2 separate regions of the Sus scrofa genome follow, and region 2 is linked to region 1. Evidence: chromatin contacts called from public HiChIP or PLAC-seq data. All regions are on one chromosome and are shown on one strand. Each heading gives the region's core, a stretch centred on a gene start, on an enhancer-like site or on the middle of the called end of the contact. The rest is flanking DNA. Distances are from core to core; before and after follow the strand shown. Region 1 holds the start of CXXC5 (CXXC-type zinc finger protein 5). Region 2 overlaps LOC110259504 (a long non-coding RNA gene).

The links. HiChIP or PLAC-seq counts read pairs in DNA pulled down with a chosen protein or histone mark.
Region 2: a contact with region 1 is called in an H3K27ac HiChIP or PLAC-seq map of skeletal muscle. The contact joins the enhancer-like site here to the promoter of CXXC5 in region 1. A contact is called at or near these places in 8 of 47 Hi-C or Micro-C datasets (blood, embryonic fibroblasts, epiblast stem cells and 5 more) and 1 of 2 datasets of contacts at active chromatin or transcription factors (skeletal muscle).

Annotation. Positions count from the first base shown.
Region 1 is chr2:141,479,392-141,482,501 of Sscrofa11.1, forward strand. CXXC5 (CXXC-type zinc finger protein 5) reads left to right here and starts at 1,601. Exons shown (of 5, transcript XM_021084872.1): 1 at 1,601-1,701.
Region 2 is chr2:141,562,512-141,565,621 of Sscrofa11.1, forward strand. The region is part of intron 5 of LOC110259504 (a long non-coding RNA gene); the gene reads left to right. Among named protein-coding and RNA genes, the nearest start is that of PSD2, 28 kb to the right of the region's middle. Within about 2 kb of position 1,575, at least 51 of the 83 cell types and tissues checked have an H3K27ac peak or open chromatin away from gene starts, as enhancers often do. A contact at or near this core is called in embryonic fibroblasts, fetal liver, retroperitoneal adipose tissue and 1 more, where this site is marked.

The DNA.
Region 1 (3,110 bases), core at 351-2,850:
CTCCGGTTGGTCGGGGGCTGTGTTGTCTCTGCTAGCAGAGGAAGACAAACCCACCCCCACGAATTCCACAGAAGGGAAGGAAACGTTCCACGCTGGCACTATCGGCAGTTCGGGATTATATGAGTGGGCCTGGGGCTGGCTCTATGGGTCACTGAAGAGATGAGAAGAGGACATCTGCAGCCTTAGGATTAGCCCAAGCTGGGCAGATGGAGGGGCACCGAGTGGTGCTCAGGATATGCGGGCCCAAATCTGTACCCACTGGGCTTTTGTTCTCTTTCAGCCGGTATCTGTCTGTCGAGCAATGCTCTGTGCTAGGCACTGTCTCAGGCTGAGTTTACACTTCGCGGTCCCGTCTCAGGGCCACAATGCAGTCGCTTTAGCTCCAGGACTCAGGGCTTGGGGTGGCGCCGGCACAGGAAACAAAATGCCCTTCCTCGGCTCGGTTTCCTCATCTGTGAAATGGGGACAGGAACCTCGGCTCCCTTTCTCCCGGAGAACTAGAGCCCACCGAGTTCGGGAAAGCGCCCTGGGAAGGGAGGAGTCCTTCAACACGCGTCTAATTCCGAGAGTGCTCGGCTAGGAGTTCCCGACCCTACGCGCCGCTGAGCCGCGGGGCGCGGCCAAACCCTCAGCACCGGTCCTTGCAGCTTGGCGGCCGGCCGAACAGAGGGGACAGAGGGGCGGCGGATTTCCTCGTCAGGTGCGTCGCCGAGCGCATGCCCTCCTCACAAAACGAGAGAGGTCCTCTTATGTATTTATTTATTTATTTTTGTAAAGTTGCGGAGAAAGAGGTGAAGACGGGGCGCGCCGGGGAGCTGAGCCAGGGCCGACCAGGTCAGGGCGCGGAGAGCTGGAGGCGCAGTGGCTGCAGCTCCAGCCTCAGAGCCTGCGGCGTCCAAGTGGCCAGGGCTGCGTCGGGAGGGAGGGAGCGTCGAGTCCGGTCCGGGTTTTGCCGGCAGCCCCCGGGCAGCGTTCAGAGCTCCTGCCCCGGCGGGCGCGCGGCGGCGGCGGCGGCGGCGGCGGCAGAGGCGGCGGAGCCTGAGCGGGGATGTAGAGGCGGCGGCACTGGCGGCAGCAGAGGCGGCGGCGGCGGCGAGAGCAGGCGCCGGAGCCGAGCGAGAAGAGCGGCAGGACCTTGTTCCCCGAAGCCGGGCCCCGCGTCCCAGCCCTGCCCAGCCCGCGCCCAGCCATGCGCGCCGCCTGCTGAGTCCGGGCGCCTCACGCTGCGCCCTCCGCCAGCCGCGCCGCGCTGCGCTCGGGGGTGATTAGTTGCTTTTTGTTGTTTTTTAATTTGGGCCGCGGGGAGGGGGAGGAGGGGCAGGTGCTGCAGGCTCCCCCCCCCTCCCCGCCTCCGGCCAGCCGCGGCGGCGTGACTCCGGCTCCGGCCCCGGGCACGGCGGGCGGCGCGGCTGGAGCGGAGCGCACCGCGGCGGCTGTGCCCAGAGAGGAGCGCAGCTCTCCGCCCCGCCCCTCCCCCTCGGCCTCGCGGCGGCGGCGGCGGCGGCGGCGGCGGTGGCGGCTTGGACGACTCTGAGAGCCGGTAGGTGTCGGGCCACGGCCCTCCCCCGACCCCCCGGAGGCCGGCCCCCTCCCCTTCCCCGCCTACCTCCCTCTCCTCCCCGGGGCCCGGTGCGCGGCCGGGGCCGGAGTTCGCTGCAAGTCGGCGGAAAGTTTGGCGGCGCGGGCTCCCCCGAAGTTCAGGTGCGGAGAGCCAGGGACGGGGAAGGAGGGGTCCGGGTTTGGGTGGGGCAGGGGGTGCCGGTGGCCTGAGCCCGGGAGCCCCGGCGGCTGGGAGCCCGAGCTCCGGGGATCGCTCGGTGGCCTCTGCTATACTCCAGCCTCCCCAAGCCGCAGTCAGCTCGGTCGCAGATCACTGAGTTCAGACAAAAAGAGGGGTTTTAGGGTCGGGGACGGCGGCTTGGGCGCCATGGATTGGGGCTGGGGCTCCTGTCCCCTCCCCAGGTCCTCGAGCCTGAGGGCTCAGGGGCGGCGGGAGCCCGGGTCCTCACCTCTCGGTGTTGGGCGGGCGCTCCGCCTGCGGGGGCGGCTGATTGGAGCTCTCCGGCGCGCACTCCCCCCACCATGCCCCATTCGCAGCCTGGTGTTTGGGGGGCGACGGTAACTGCTCTTAATGCCCTGGACCACGCGTGGCTGAGTCTCCCCCTCCACTTGAGGGGGCGGTGGCCACTTCTACATTTCCCCTCCGGCTCCTCGCCCCCGCTGCCCGCGGGGTGCCTGGCGGGCTGATCAAGTTTGACCTTCTTTTTCCGTTAAAGGATCACCCCCCACCACCGCTGCTCCCCGCGGCCTCGTTCTCCCATCCTCCCCAGCCCTGGGGAGTCTTTCAGGCTGGCTCTCGAGCCCCGCGTGGCCAAACAGCAGGCAAAGCCAGGGTGGGAGACTGGGGGTGTTCCTCTCGCTGCGGAGCTGTGGGAGGCGGGTGTCCCAGGCGCCTGCCTCGCTGCTCTGGCTCCAAATTTACCCGTGAAGTTTGGGCCCCAGCCCCCCCTCCCCTTTGCTTCCCCGGAGCGAGGGGCTGCACCGCCTCGGGAAGAATGTGTTAATTTTCTTGCCGGGGGAAGTTGTCCTCGCCCGGAATGGGCTGCTTCCCGGCGGGGAGCGCGGGGTGCGTCAGGCTTTGTTTATTTGTAGGATCAACAGAAAGTGAGTGACCCCGGTTTTTAAATGGGGGGCTGCCCCTGGGACCTGTCAGGAGAGCCGAAGCGCTCAAGGAGGGACTAGGTTCGCTTTTTGCTACCCCCCCCCCCCCGCTTTAGGAATCGGAAAAGGTGCGCGGAGTTGGGCTGGTGCCACGGGCTGCGAGGAGGCAGCCGCAGATTTGGGGGTTCTGTAGGGACCCATCCGGAAAGACTCGTGCCCTCCCCTTGTCTCCTGCGACGGGGGGGGGTGCTGAAGGGTTGGCAGCCGCACCCTCCTTGGCCCCCCTCGACCCTGGGTGGTCTGAGAGTCGCTTCTTGGGATGGAAGGGGCTGGGGCGGGGGTGGGGGGGGCGGCCCCGGCGAGGCAGCCTCTGGCCCTCCGCCTCCCTGCGCCGCGGGCGCTGTTCCGAGCCCTGGGTTTTGTGGCGGGCCCGCCGTCCCCTCCCCGCG
Region 2 (3,110 bases), core at 325-2,824, 83 kb after region 1:
ACCGTGGCACTTGGCAGTCTTGTCCCTGTCCCCCTGGACTCCTGGACCACAGGCTGAACCAGCTGGGCTTCTGAGAAGGCCCTCCCAGGCCCCTCTTGGACTCTGCCCCTGCTTCTAGGGTTTCTCTGCAGCTGCCTCCTCTGGGAATGGTGTGTTCAGGGGAGCATGGACTGAAAGAGAGGCCTGAGGCTCAGAGATGTGTGAGCTGTGCCCAGAGTCACACAGCAAATTTAGCATATTAGGAGGCTGAGTTCCAGGGCTTGGCAGGCGGTGGTGGGCACCGACAGTGGGGTCCCTGAGTCTTCTGCAAACAAGGTGTGTTTGCTCCAGCCTGTGCTGCTGCTCAGGATCCCATAGGACTGAGTGTATAACCTGTCACAGGAGCAGCTGCACGTGTACAAGCACTCAGGGCCAGCCTCTCTTTCACATATCCTTGAGGTTCTGCATGCAGGCTCCTTGGAGTTGAATGACAGAACTACGTCTCCAGGCGACATCACTGGGAAAGAACTGGGGTGGGGTTGGAGCCCACTAGAGTGAATTTTCCCTCCTGTCTCCTCATTTGCCATAGGCGGGAGGTGGAGGGATTTCTCTTCAGCCTCAGTTACAAACTCGGCCCTGGTCCCCCATCCCCCTTTAGAAACCCTTCCCCCCCCCCCCCAGGCCTGAGTCATTAGTGCTGGGCCCCAGGGAGGGGTGTGGGCCTGGAAGCTGAGCCAGATTTGAAAATGGCAACCCTGGGGACCTTTTTCCCAGCGAGAGGGGGAGGGCAGGGTGGAGGCCTCAAGACAGAAACCAGTTCTCTACTCACAGCTACCAGCGTCCAGACCTCTCCTCTCTCCGCAAGAGTGGCTCAGGTCAGGGTGGACCTTTGTGTTCTAGGACCAGTTACTAGGCTGCTAGGGTAGCCTGGTCCCAGACTCTGCACAGAGCAAGCCCACTTCTCCAGCCCCCTGAGGCTTCAGCCTGTCCCTGTGCTCCCAAGCCTTCGTCGTGCCTGGCTGTCTAGGACTCAAGGTCAGGTTGGCCTGAGAGTCAGCTGGGGAGCCGATTGGGCCTACCTTTGAAGCTGGATTCTTTGGAGGCTTGCAGAACTGGGTGACACCACCCACACTGCTCCTGCTACAGACAAGACTCTGCACTATTAGTTTCTCACCTGCAAGCCAGGCCAGGCCTTCTCTCTCCTCTTGAGACCTCCAGTCTGAAATGACCCCTGACTACACGTAGAGCCGTAAGGAGATGGGCACCTGGCAGGGTGCTGGGCAGAACCTAGTGCCTGGGTCCAGGCCAATCTCCATCTCTCTGACCCTCTGGCCTCAAGGCGGTGTTCTGTATCTTGAGGGTTGGGCGAGACCATATCTCAGTTCCCCACCTCCCATCAGAGCTGGCCTGGGGGTTCCTACAGGAACTTGAGGGGTCTGAGCGGCTCCCTCCCTTTCGGCAGCGGGACTTGGCTCAACGTTTTCTTAAGGTTTCAAAGTAACATTCTAAAGAGGCACCGTGAGAGCCAATCAGAAAGCCCATGTAAATGAGCAGTCGCTGATTGGCTGTCTCCTTCACGCCCTTTACGAAACTTCAACTTCATCAACTCCGCAAAGATTTTTCCCTCTGGCCCCTTGCGCCCTGCAGGAGGCGGGGCTGGGGGGTCACCCGGGCCATTCCCCTGCGGCAGGGTGCCTGGACCGCCGAGTCGGGCCACTTAGGGACAGGCGGAGGCGAGTGCACCGGACTCTGGAGGTTTATTCCGGCACAGACTTCTTGGGGGGGGGGCGGCCGGGGGAGTGAACTCCCTCCTCTTCTTTGTAGGACCGCTGCAGCGCGGGCTGCAGGCCGCGGGTATCGAGCTTCGCTGGGCCGGATCGATATCTGCCCGCTGGACTGATGCGCCTGGGAGTCGGCTCGACAGGGGCTCCGCGGCAGAGTGATGGCCTTGCAGCTCCCCACTCCACCGCCCCCCCCAATCCCCCTTTTACTGGCACTCCCCGGGAAACCGAGGCGGGGAAGTCGTGTTGGGATGGAGGACGTGGCCTGGGGCAGGCGACATTCTGGGCCGCGGTTCTCTTGGTGGGGGGCGGGGGTAGACTAGGGCCGCGCCCTGTCCCCCAACCTATGCTCGTCCCCACCCCCAGCGATCACCCTCAGCTCGAGGCGTCCCTGTTTCTCGTCCACTCATCCTATCCTTCACCTCCCCCCCCCACTCTCTTTGTGTTTCTCCTCGCTGGCTCTGAGGTCCCTCCCTCCTTCCTCTCTCTGTGGGTGTCTATCTCTACCTCTCCGTCTCATTTCTTTCTTTGCCTGTCTCGGTCTCTGGTTGTCTCTGTCCCTCGGTCTCTGCTTAGGTCTCTCCTCCCTTCTTGCTCATTTTCACTTCCTCTCTTTGTCTGGCTCTCTCTTTTCTCCCTCCCTTCAGCACCCCCCACCCCGTCCCCCAACACACACCTCACAGCCCTGTTTACGACATCCCCAGGGCTGGCAGGTGGGCGGGGCTGCAGCAGAGAGGGGGTGAGGGAGGGAGACGCAGCCTCCCCCCCAGCTGTTAACCTTCACGCTTCAGGCCTCTGCGGATGGCAGAGGAGGGGGAAAGCCCAGCTGCCAGCTTGGCGGAGGTGACGGGGGGCGGGGGAACTGGGGGCTGCCCCTCCCTCTGGGCTTGTCTCTGGGGAGATCTGGGGCCGGAAGGAGTGTGACCGAGGGCGCCTCCGGCGGAGAGAGGCTATTGGCCCCTCGAAGGCTTTTGCTGGGCAGGCGGGTGCCCGAAGGGGGTTCTAGCGGCGCCGGCCCTGCCGGCGGCCGGGCCGGACGCGGGGGCCGGCGTGAGAATCCCGCCCATCTGTGAGCCGGCCTCACGCCGTCAGACCCAATTTATCTCGCCGCCAAAGTTTCACAGCCATCTGCTCGAGTGGAACGGCTTCCAGCGCTGGCCCCACCGGGCCCCCCAGCCAGCGCGGGGATGTTTTCCAATACGGCAGTATCGCAGCCCCCCCCCACCCCAAAGCAAGGAGGGGGTGTAGGGGGGAGGCGGCAGAGCGCGGTGCGTGGGGCTGGCAGGCAGCCCTCTCCCGCGAGCGAGCCGACCCTGAATTTTAAGCGATTGATCAGGAAGCGCAGGCCGT